2 separate regions of the Zea mays genome follow, and region 1 is linked to region 2. A link is a contact called in public Hi-C data. All regions are on one chromosome and are shown on one strand. Each heading gives the region's core, a stretch centred on a gene start, on an enhancer-like site or on the middle of the called end of the contact. The rest is flanking DNA. Distances are from core to core; before and after follow the strand shown. Region 1 holds the start of LOC103641836. Region 2 holds the start of LOC100191428.

Region 1 (4,987 bases), core at 2,137-4,636, 150 kb after region 2:
CTATTTTAGTCAACGAACCCACTCTAGGCCGGACACCTTGCTATTGGGCTTAAACTTCCTTTTTAATCTTGGCTGTAGCAGCACACCATCTTCTTCGCTTCCAGTCTCTGGCGCAGGTTCACTTGCCTTGGCATCCTTGTGTGTGCTAACAGACCCGCCAGCCACTCCGGGCCCGGAGCTCTCCCTGGGTCCTAGGATACGGCTCGGACCCTGTCGACGCCGACGAGCGGAGGCCACGGTCAGCGTCGAGCGAGGTGTCAGACAAGATCGAGTCCCTGGCGATGTACGACTGGTCCGGACCGCTGCGCACCAAGGCGAGGCACAACTTCTACCGGCTGGGGGAGCATGAGCGAGCACGGTTGCCCCTCCGACGACGGCATCGTCCAAGGAAGCGACCCTGTGACCGTCCGCAGATTTTTTTAACCAAAAGGGCAACCATCACGGGTCACGAGGGTCGCCACTCAACAAGGATGACTACATCCCAACAGAGCAACGCCAAAAAAGGGATCAAGGATCTACGTTACCGTTACACAGAAATCCAGACTTACAACCTTATTTAGATCAACTAAGCCTTACTAGACGCTTACTTAATTGTCTACAACCGATCAATCTCAGCTGCCTGGAATCAACCATAACCGATCAAAGGCAAGCTAACTGACAACACACGCCTAGAAAATCAGAAGACCAAGCAGATTGTGAGACAAAAACACAGTCACCACATGATACTTCTTGTCACTGGAGCCCACCCGTGCGCACGATTAAACACCTCTCTTGTCGTCTCTGTGATTCGCTTATTTCCTGCTTGCAACGTCTTTTTTGTTCTCTTTGTCTGCATTGGTGCCCAATTATCCAAAAGAAAACAACACATGAAGATTACATCAGTGGGGTCATCATGGAGCTTTTTATTAAAGCAAATGGAATTTCTGGACTTCCAGATCGCCCATAGAATGGCCCCGCACCCAACCACAACAAATTTTCTATACCCCTTATCAAAGTTCCTAAGCCACACCTCAGTTAGATGCTCCACATCTGTCAGGGTTGTAGGCAAATGAAGTGCAATCTGAATTAGTCGTCAAATGAATCGAGCTACTGAGAATTCAAAAAACAAATGCTTAGTAGATTCAAACAACCCACAAAAGACGCAATCAGAGACCCAGACCAGTTTCTTTTAATCAAATTTTCCTCTGAGAGAATTCTGTTCTTGATAATCAACCATAAAAATATCTTGATTTTGTGGAGGATTTTGATTTTCCATAGAAATCTGTAAGGGACTTTTACTCCCTCACAACTAATCCAATTATATAAGGATTTAGTAGAGAAGCCATTTTTACCAAGAGTACAATTAACACGATTCATTTCTTGGGTCAAATGAATACCAGAGCACATTCTCTTTAAATTTTCAAACATGACAACATTTTCACCTACCAAATGCCTTCTAAAATTCAACCCCTGAAAAGTAAAAGAGATCACTTGGTCTACCCTGATTTTTTTGTCAAAGGTTAGATCAAATAACCTTTTGAACTTGACTCTAAAAGGAGAATCCCCACACCAGATATCTAGCCAAAAACATGTATGGGTTCCATTCCCCACTTTTTTGTGCAAAATTTATGAAACGAATCTTTATTCTCCAAGAGCCCCCTCCAAAACTGAGATATATTTTGTTTTTCCACCACAACCAAGGGATTGTCTTTTATATATTTATGCCTGATAATCTTTTCCCACAGTCCATCCGAAGTCTCCAACCTCCATAACCATTTGGTCAACAGGCTAATGTTCATGTTTCTCAGATCAAGAATTCCCAAACCCCCTTGATCTTTTGGGGAGCACACTGTCGGCCAATTAACCAAATGATATTTCCTAGTGTTATCTCCACCTTGCCAAAGCATTCTTTTTCTAAAAGTATCACAATTTTTTAGGACAAGCTTAGGGGCCAAGAATAAGGATGCATGTATAGGGGGAGGTTTGATAGACTCCTATTAATCAAAGTCACTCTCCCCCAATGCTAAGAAATCTACTTTTCCACATTCCTAATTTTTTGTTCATTTTTTCATCAGTTAAAGCCCATTTTGTATTGCTTAACTTCTTACAGTCAATGGGAATTCCCAAATATTTCATTGGGAGGAAATTTACAGGACAAGTAAAAATATCTGAATAAAGTTATTTGACCTGTAAAGCACTACCAAAATAGAATATTTCACTTTTGTGAAAATTGATTTTTGATCCTGACATCTGTTCAAAAAGAATGAGAATAAACTTCAAATTTCTGGCCATTTTTAAATCATCTTGCAACAAAAAACTGTGTCATCTGCCTATTGCAGACTGATTACCCCTTTTTCGATAATGCGAGGAACCATGCCCACGAGGAGACCATCATTTTGAGTTTTTTTAACCAAACATGCTAGTCCATCCGCCACAATGTTAAAGAGGAGAGGAGAGAAAGGATCCCCTTGCCTGACCCCTTTATGCGTATTGAAATAAGGACCAATTGTATCATTAGTCCTAACGGCCACTTTTTCACCCCTCACTGTTTTCATTACCCAATCACACCATTTCTCTCCAAAGCCTTTTTTATCTAACATTTGGTATAAAAACTATCAATTGACTTTATCATATGCTTTTTTAAAATCAATTTTGAACATTATTCCACTTTGTTTTTCCTTTTTACCTCATGAAGAATCTCATGTAAAGTTACTATACTATCCAAGATGTACCTCCCCTTGAGGAAGCCTGACTGCGAATTACTAATGACCTTAGTAATGCATGATACCAGCCTGTTATTAAGGTTTTTTGTGATAAATTTGTAGCTCACATTTGATAGGCAAATTGGTCTATAGTTTTTTAATTCTTTTGCTTCCTCGGTCTTAGGAAGTAAGGTGATTATAGCATAGTTTAGTCTTTCTATGGGAAGCACACCTTTCTGGAAGTCTTCAAAATTGCCGCGGCAGGGCATGCCTCGCGTTTCTGGTCTCGGTCTTGAATTGTATAGCTGCTGCTTGACGAGATTTTGGTGCCTGTTGCGAACAACACTTCGTTTCTGGACAGTGGACACCTGACGTATTCGAATGCATATTGGCCCAGACCAGAGAAGCTAAATTCTCAGTTTTTTTAAACATATATGGGACGAGGGAAAAATCGATCGAGGCTGTCAGATTTGCGATCCTATACTGCTGACAAACACAGGCAATTGCCGTGAGCACTAGCTGCACTACCAATCTACCGTCACCGTTCTGATGAGCACAGACAACTAGCGAAATGCACGATCACCCAGTGCCCAGTGGTAACTGGGCCCAACTGCCAGCGTAGTGGGGCCCACAAGCAGACACAGAGCCCTCGAGCAGGCCAGCGCAAGTGGCGCAACGCAATCATGTACCGTGGGCTCGTGGCGCGCGCCTTCTCTCTTCACCCTCACCACTCGAAGTCTCTCGAACAGACGAGCGGCGAGCGCTTCTCCTCGCTAGAAGCGACAGCGAAGTGAACATAACCAAAACGACGGCAATCGCCGAGTCCATATGGCCTCGATCAGTGCTCCCGCAGTAGCATGCCGCGTCGCGCCGGCGCGCGCAACAACCTCGGTTCTTCCCGCGCACTCGCGGCGGCCGGGATGCAGGTCGGTGGTGTGGCGGTGCTGGGCCGCGACGAGGGGGAGACGGAGGCGGTGGGCAGGGCTGCGGGCAAGGTGCCGCATAAGCTGCGACGTCAGCCAGCCGTCAGCCGTGCAGCCAGATTCTGAGAGCTCTGGGGAGGGATTGGTGGCGCAGGACGACGGGCCGCGGCGGCCGCCATTCGACATCAACCTCGCCGTCGTGCTCGCCGGGTTCGCGTTTGAAGCCTATACCAGTCCTCCGGTGAGCACTTTGCTCCCGTCACAACCTACTCGTCCCTATCCTTGAACTGGACTAGTCCAAGCCGGTGGTGGAGGCAACCGCCATGGATTAGCTTACGTGGCACGATTGGTCGTCGTATTTCACAGGCAGATGTGGGCTGGCGCGAAACTGATGCGGCTGACTGTCAGACAGTGTTCCTGTCCGAGTAAGTCCTAGGCCCACCCTTCTTTACAGAGCTTGGACCAATTGTTGTAGCTATATGGTGCTAATTGCTAAGCCGTTACTGTAAATGTTATGAATGATGTACCCATGCCACAACTATTGCAGTGTGTTTCTTCGTGAAGTATACGATGGACGGCTTGTCGTCAGGCTGAAGAAAGGCATAAACCTTCCTGCAATGGATCCATGGGTATGATGATGCGTAGTTGTGCATGCTGCTGAATAGTCATTATATTTATATTAAGCCGCATTCTCTAGTGGATCACTACAACGTTTTTATGTTTGGAGTTATTAATCAAAGTGCTACTTTTCTACTCTAACAATTCCCTTAGCCAATTCTTTTGTTTTCAGGGTACTAGTGATCCTTATGTAATTCTACAACTGAATGGCCAAACTGCAAAAAGCCAAATTAAATGGGCGTGAGTTACTCATACTTTTTTTTTGTGTATGCTGGGTCTGGGTGTGCTATTATAAATAAGAATTTCCTTTACATATGCAAATTAAATTGACTTATGCACTATATAATGAGTGTTTTATTTCATTCGGGATAACATGACACTTGTGGGTATTCTGTTTTGAGCAAAATGGCCTCTAGCTGAGTTAGTTTGGTGGCTTGAGTAGTGTTAGAGTAGACGCACTAACTAAATGAACCCAAAAGATTAAGCTATTAAAAAGTGGTGAGCAATACACTTTCACACTTCAACACAGGAGGACTTAAGTTGCATTTACACAGGGGCGGAGCTACAACTAGTTACCGGTGTCAGCTGACACCGATAGATTTTAGAAAATATAGTGTAAAGTACTGTTTAAATATTGTTTTTAATGTTGATGACACTCATATAAAATGATCTTGACACCGACAAATCTCAAGGCTGGCTTTGCCGCTGATTTACTAGGATCGAACTCGAGAACTTTGACTTAGATACCATATTAAGTTACATACC
Region 2 (4,955 bases), core at 1,207-3,706:
ATTTTTTCCAATCCCATCCAATCCATGTGTATTAGGAATAACCGAACAAGCCCTAAAAGTTTTCTCTAGAAGCCATAGCTGCTTAGCCAAACGGTTTTTGACTTTCTCTCAGCACATACTACAAAGCAATCACAACAGCTCTTTCAAAAGCCATAGCTCGACCAAACACAACTAGTTCATCATTCGCTTTAGATATTGTACTTGTCAAATTATCATCACAACAAGTTTGAACGCAAGAATTCCTAGTTTTATTTGTTACATTTGGTCAGAGCTACTTAGACCTGTGAAATGAAGTCAGCTAGAAGGTTTATCCTTCAAAAATCCAACTTAACACCTAATACTTCCTCTTTACTGTTTTTACCCTTTTGTACCAAGTTTGTGCATACATGAAACCCATGAATGTAAAGGTAGTGAGGCAATCCATGTCAAGTTACTTGTCAAATTGGTACCATTGAGACAAAAAGGCCACATAAAAATAGAAAGTAGCAGTCAGCAATCAGTTGGGCAATTTGCATCCCCCTATATGATAGATAGCAGCTGTCAAGTTGGAGCATCTGCCGTAAAGAAAGAAAGCTGGTGGTAGGAGGAAAGAGTGGGGTTTGCTACACGTGACCACCACGGGCTCGTGATGAGCGACAAGCAAGCTTTTTTTTCCCTTTCCTTATCAAGAAGGGGAGCAAGTGAAGTACAGATACGATGGATGGGATAGGGAAGCGTCTTGCGTTAAGCAGTTACCTAAGGAAAGCCATTGACTAAAAAAGAGACGCCAGAGGATACCGAGCAGGCCACAGCTGGCATAATATTGCGTATGAATCTTTCGACATGAATGACATTATTGAGCCATGAAGCATTGACTAACGGAGACATTAGAGAATACAGAACAAACAACAGCTGGTACGCTAGGCATGTGGATCTCTAGGAATCAGCTTATGTTACGAAAATAGAGGAATTCAAATGTTTTGTTCTTCGTTTTGGACAGTAATTGGGTGATTGTCCTTCTGAAGGGAGAGAATAAAATGGAGGCAAAGCAGTAACGCCAAAATGATATAGTATATCTATATTTATATCTATACTTATATACTGTATACTCCATCACTTTAAATAAATCTAGAGCCACTCCAATAAATACACATAAAAAGTCAACACATTAAAAATAAACGTACAAGATCCTAAATTAACTTCTCATTTCTCTTACTCGCATCCATCTCGCATCCATCGGACGATATTCTTCAGATCATCACTCATCCCCACACTCCCATCCCACAAACACCACGGTCGGGACGCTTTCTTTCCTTATTTATTTTATCTTTCATTCCTTTATTTTCTTTATTTCCTTTCCTTCTTTCTTTCCTTTGTTTTCTTTATTCTTCGCCTTCAATCAAGTACACAATGTCAATCATATACAATTTACTTTCTTTATTTTCTCTTTATGCTGTCGCCTGCCATGCTAAATAGGGATATAAATGGTACGAATATTATCTGTACATATTCGCATTCGATCCATCTAAAAGGGCTAAGATCCCGTATCCGAGTCCTGATATTCAGTAACCAATTCGTATTCAATTTATATTTGTATCCATATAATCAAAGCTGGGTATTGTAATTGTTAGCATGGGTGAATGATAAGCCTACTAGAAGCGCACAAGCACAACCAGCGAGCGTAAATTCTACTCATGCCGAAGAAGAGCAAGTCTCCATGGAAAAATTTAAAAACAGCTAGTGAAACACAGGTTTCGCACTGAGAATGCGTCCTATCCGAGCGAAAACCCAACACGGAGATCGCCAACAAAAACATCGAACACGCAGGGCGCGTTATACTACCAATAGCATGCATTTGAATTCCCAACTAACTAAACGCAAGGCAGAAATTACCAGCACGCCCAAATCCCCGATCAAAAGCAAGCATTCAAACCGGGGCGTTTTTCTTCTATCGATTGAAACCACATCACAATTGAGAAAAAAAACTCAAAACGCTCGTATCTCAATCTCACCTTGGAGGAGTGCAAGGAGGAGGACTTGCCCCCGGACTTGGACCGGCGGATCGCACCCGCCGGGGTGTTCGGCCCCGACTCGCCCGGCGCCGCCACCGCCACCGCGGCATCCCGCCGACAACCGCCCGCGCCCGACTGCGCCGGCTGGACATTTCCACCTCCTGCCGCGGGCGCGTGCACGCAGAGGCGAAGGCCCAGCGCCTGCCTGACCTTCCTCCACGCACCCTCCATCGCTTCAAAGCACAAACCAAACCGCCTCCTCCCGGCCGGGCCAACCGGCTCGCAGACTACTGCTCGCGGGGACGTGGCGTGGGGCTCTACACCGCCACCCGCCTACGGATTATACGATGGCTGCCGATAGGAGTGCGGGGAGAGGAAGCGGCGGCAGGTTTTGGAGGGGAGCAGAGCCGACATGGGAGGTAGTGGAGCTGTGGAGGTGGAGCGTTTGAGGTGCGGGTGCGGCTCGTGTCTTGTTTTGACTCGTCTCTCTCGTGGCCGCGGGAGGAAGCGTACAAGGAGGAGTAACGGAACCAGCTGGGTGTTTGAATTAAGAGACGTGTTAGCGTGGAGGGTTCGTTGGCGGTGCCGGCGGGCGGCGGCGGTGATGGGCCCGCCTAGTTGGAACCGTGGGCCTTTTTAGCCATCTTGGCTGGGCCTCGGTCCCTCGCTTTAAAATACAAAGCCGAAGGTTAGTTTGACAATCTCATTTTTCAATACATTTTTATCTTCAAACTCCATTTTTTAAGAGATTCCTATTTTTATAAGTGAAAATAAAATAATTTCCCTTAAAAAATAAAAATCTATAAAGAAAATGGAGTTCTCAAACTAACTAGACTGATTTGGTGATCAAGAATTATTGGGAGAAGAAATTCTCTTGCTATTTAGGGCTAGTTTGGGAACTATATTTTCCTATGGTATTTTCATTTTCCAAGGAAAATTAGTTCATTTTCCCTTGGAAAAATGGAAATCCCCTAGAAAAATGGTGTTCCCAAACTACCCCTTATTTTTAAATTTTAAAGGGATTTCTCTCCATAGATCTTCTCGTGATCCCTAATCATTAAATCAGTCATAAAATAAATTAGTTTATTTTTCTTTAAAAAATAGAAATCTCTTAAAAATAGGGTTTTCAAACCCTTATATATTTTCAAACTTATATATATATAATGTAAAACAACCAGTCAACCATGGCGTAAAAAAGGTAAAAAAAAACAGCGTGGTATAACCGTATTAGAGCATCTCCAAGAGCTCTTCATAAAACGACTCCTCAAAATCAGTTTTAAGGGACATTTAAATAATAAGTGAGGGGTAAATTTTAATCCTTTCTCCAACAGATCCCTTAAAGCAGCAGTTTGTTTCTGGGGAGCCTAAAAAACCCCTCATTTGTAGCTACAAATGAGGGAGTTTTAAGGGCTATGAAAAAGTTGGGGCGCTTTAGGGGAACTGTTGAAAACATGTTTTTGTGTTTTTCCCAAAAAAATAGATTTATGAGAGACTTCTGGGGAGCTTTTGGAGATGCTCTAACCTGCAGTGCAGGTTGCTTGTGATCTGATCGCCAAACGGTGATTTTCTTGTTACATTTGTACGACTCACGAAATAGAAAATTAAGCAGGACAATTCATTGTATCCTCATTGAAGCAACAGCATGATACATGGACGTGTGTCTCTGGTCAAAATATGCTCATCTTGGTGTTTGGTTGATTATTGAATTAAGGCTCGCGGCACTGGTACAAGCATTCGCAACAGATGAGCAAACGGACCCACCGCACGGCACGGCATGGCCCCGTGCTAGTCATCGACTGTTAGTGTAATGTCGTCTCATTAAAAACTGTCGGCGTTTCGACTCTGGGTTTTTTTTTACCGACGAGTAAATTGTCGCTGCGTGTCCCAGCCCAGATGGGTCGGCACGAGACGGAACACAAAAGGGGGAAAGACAGCAAAGAGGAACCCGCGGCCTTCGTGTTGTCCTGCGCCTAGTACGGATGCGCTTGCAGTAGGGGGTTACAAGCGTTCGCGAAGGAGAGAGAGAGAGATAGACTGTCCGCCAGCCCATTCTCCCGCGCGGCCAACCCTCTCGTACGAGAGCCCTGGACCTTCCTTTTATAGGCGTAAGGAGAGGGCCCAGGTGTACAATGGGGGGTGTAGCAGTGTGCTAACGTGTCTAGCAGAGAGGAGCCAGAGCCCTAAGTACATGTCGTCGTGGCAGTCGAAGAGGTTTTGGCGCCCTGTTCATGTGATGTCGTGGCCGTCGGAGGAGTGCTTGAGCCCTGTGGAAGTACAGCTGTCGGAGCTGTTGGATCCTTGCTGACGTCTCCTTGCTTCCGTAAGGGGCTGAGAGCCGCCATCGTCATGGAGCACGTGGGGTGCCATCATTACTTGTTTACCGGGGCGAGCCAGATGGGACGCCGGTCTTGTTCCCCGTAGCCTGAGCTAGCTAGGAGTAGGGTAATGATGGCCCCCCTGTGACGTGGTCGGTCCGAGCACTGGGGTCGGGCGAGGCGGAGTCTGTCTTCCGAGGTCGAGGTCGAGTCCGAGCCCTAGGGTCGGGCGAGGCGGAGTCCGTCTTCCGAGGTCGAGGTCGAGTCCGAGCCCCAGGGTCGGGCGAGGCGGAGTCCGTCTTCCGAGGTCGAGGTTGAATCCGAGCCCTGGGGTCGGGCGAGGCGGAGTCCGTCTTTCGAGGTCGAGGTTGAGTCCGAGCCCTGAGGTCAGGCGAGGCGGAGTCCGTCTTCTGAGGTCAAGGTTGAGTCCGAGCCCTGGGGTCGGTCGAGGCGGAGTCCGTCGTCCCGCGTCGAGGTTGAGCCCGAGCTCTGGGGTCGGGTGACGCGGAGCTTCCTATGGCGCCCGAGGCTGGACTTAGCTGCTGTCAGCCTCACTCTGTCGAGTGGCACAGCAGTCGGAGCGGGGCAGACGACGTTGTTTTCCTGTCAGGTCGGTCAGCGGAGCGGCGAAGTGACTGTGGTCACTTCG

Evidence for each region. A called contact is a pair of places that touch in the nucleus more often than the background predicts.
Region 1: a contact with region 2 is called in a Hi-C map of ear, with 4 times the contacts expected there. The contact joins the promoter of LOC103641836 here to the promoter of LOC100191428 in region 2. A contact is called at or near these places in 9 of 25 Hi-C or Micro-C datasets (bundle sheath, ear, endosperm and 3 more) and 1 of 3 datasets of contacts at active chromatin or transcription factors (leaf).

The regions. Positions count from the first base shown.
Region 1 is chr10:132,468,492-132,473,478 of Zm-B73-REFERENCE-NAM-5.0, forward strand. It overlaps LOC103641836, which reads left to right and starts at 3,387. Exons shown (of 17, transcript XR_004853289.1): 1 at 3,387-3,845; 2 at 3,971-4,029; 3 at 4,152-4,233; 4 at 4,395-4,462.
Region 2 is chr10:132,317,916-132,322,870 of Zm-B73-REFERENCE-NAM-5.0, forward strand. It overlaps LOC100191428, which reads right to left and starts at 2,457. Exons shown (of 2, transcript NM_001136861.1): 1 at 1,992-2,457. The coding sequence starts at 2,222.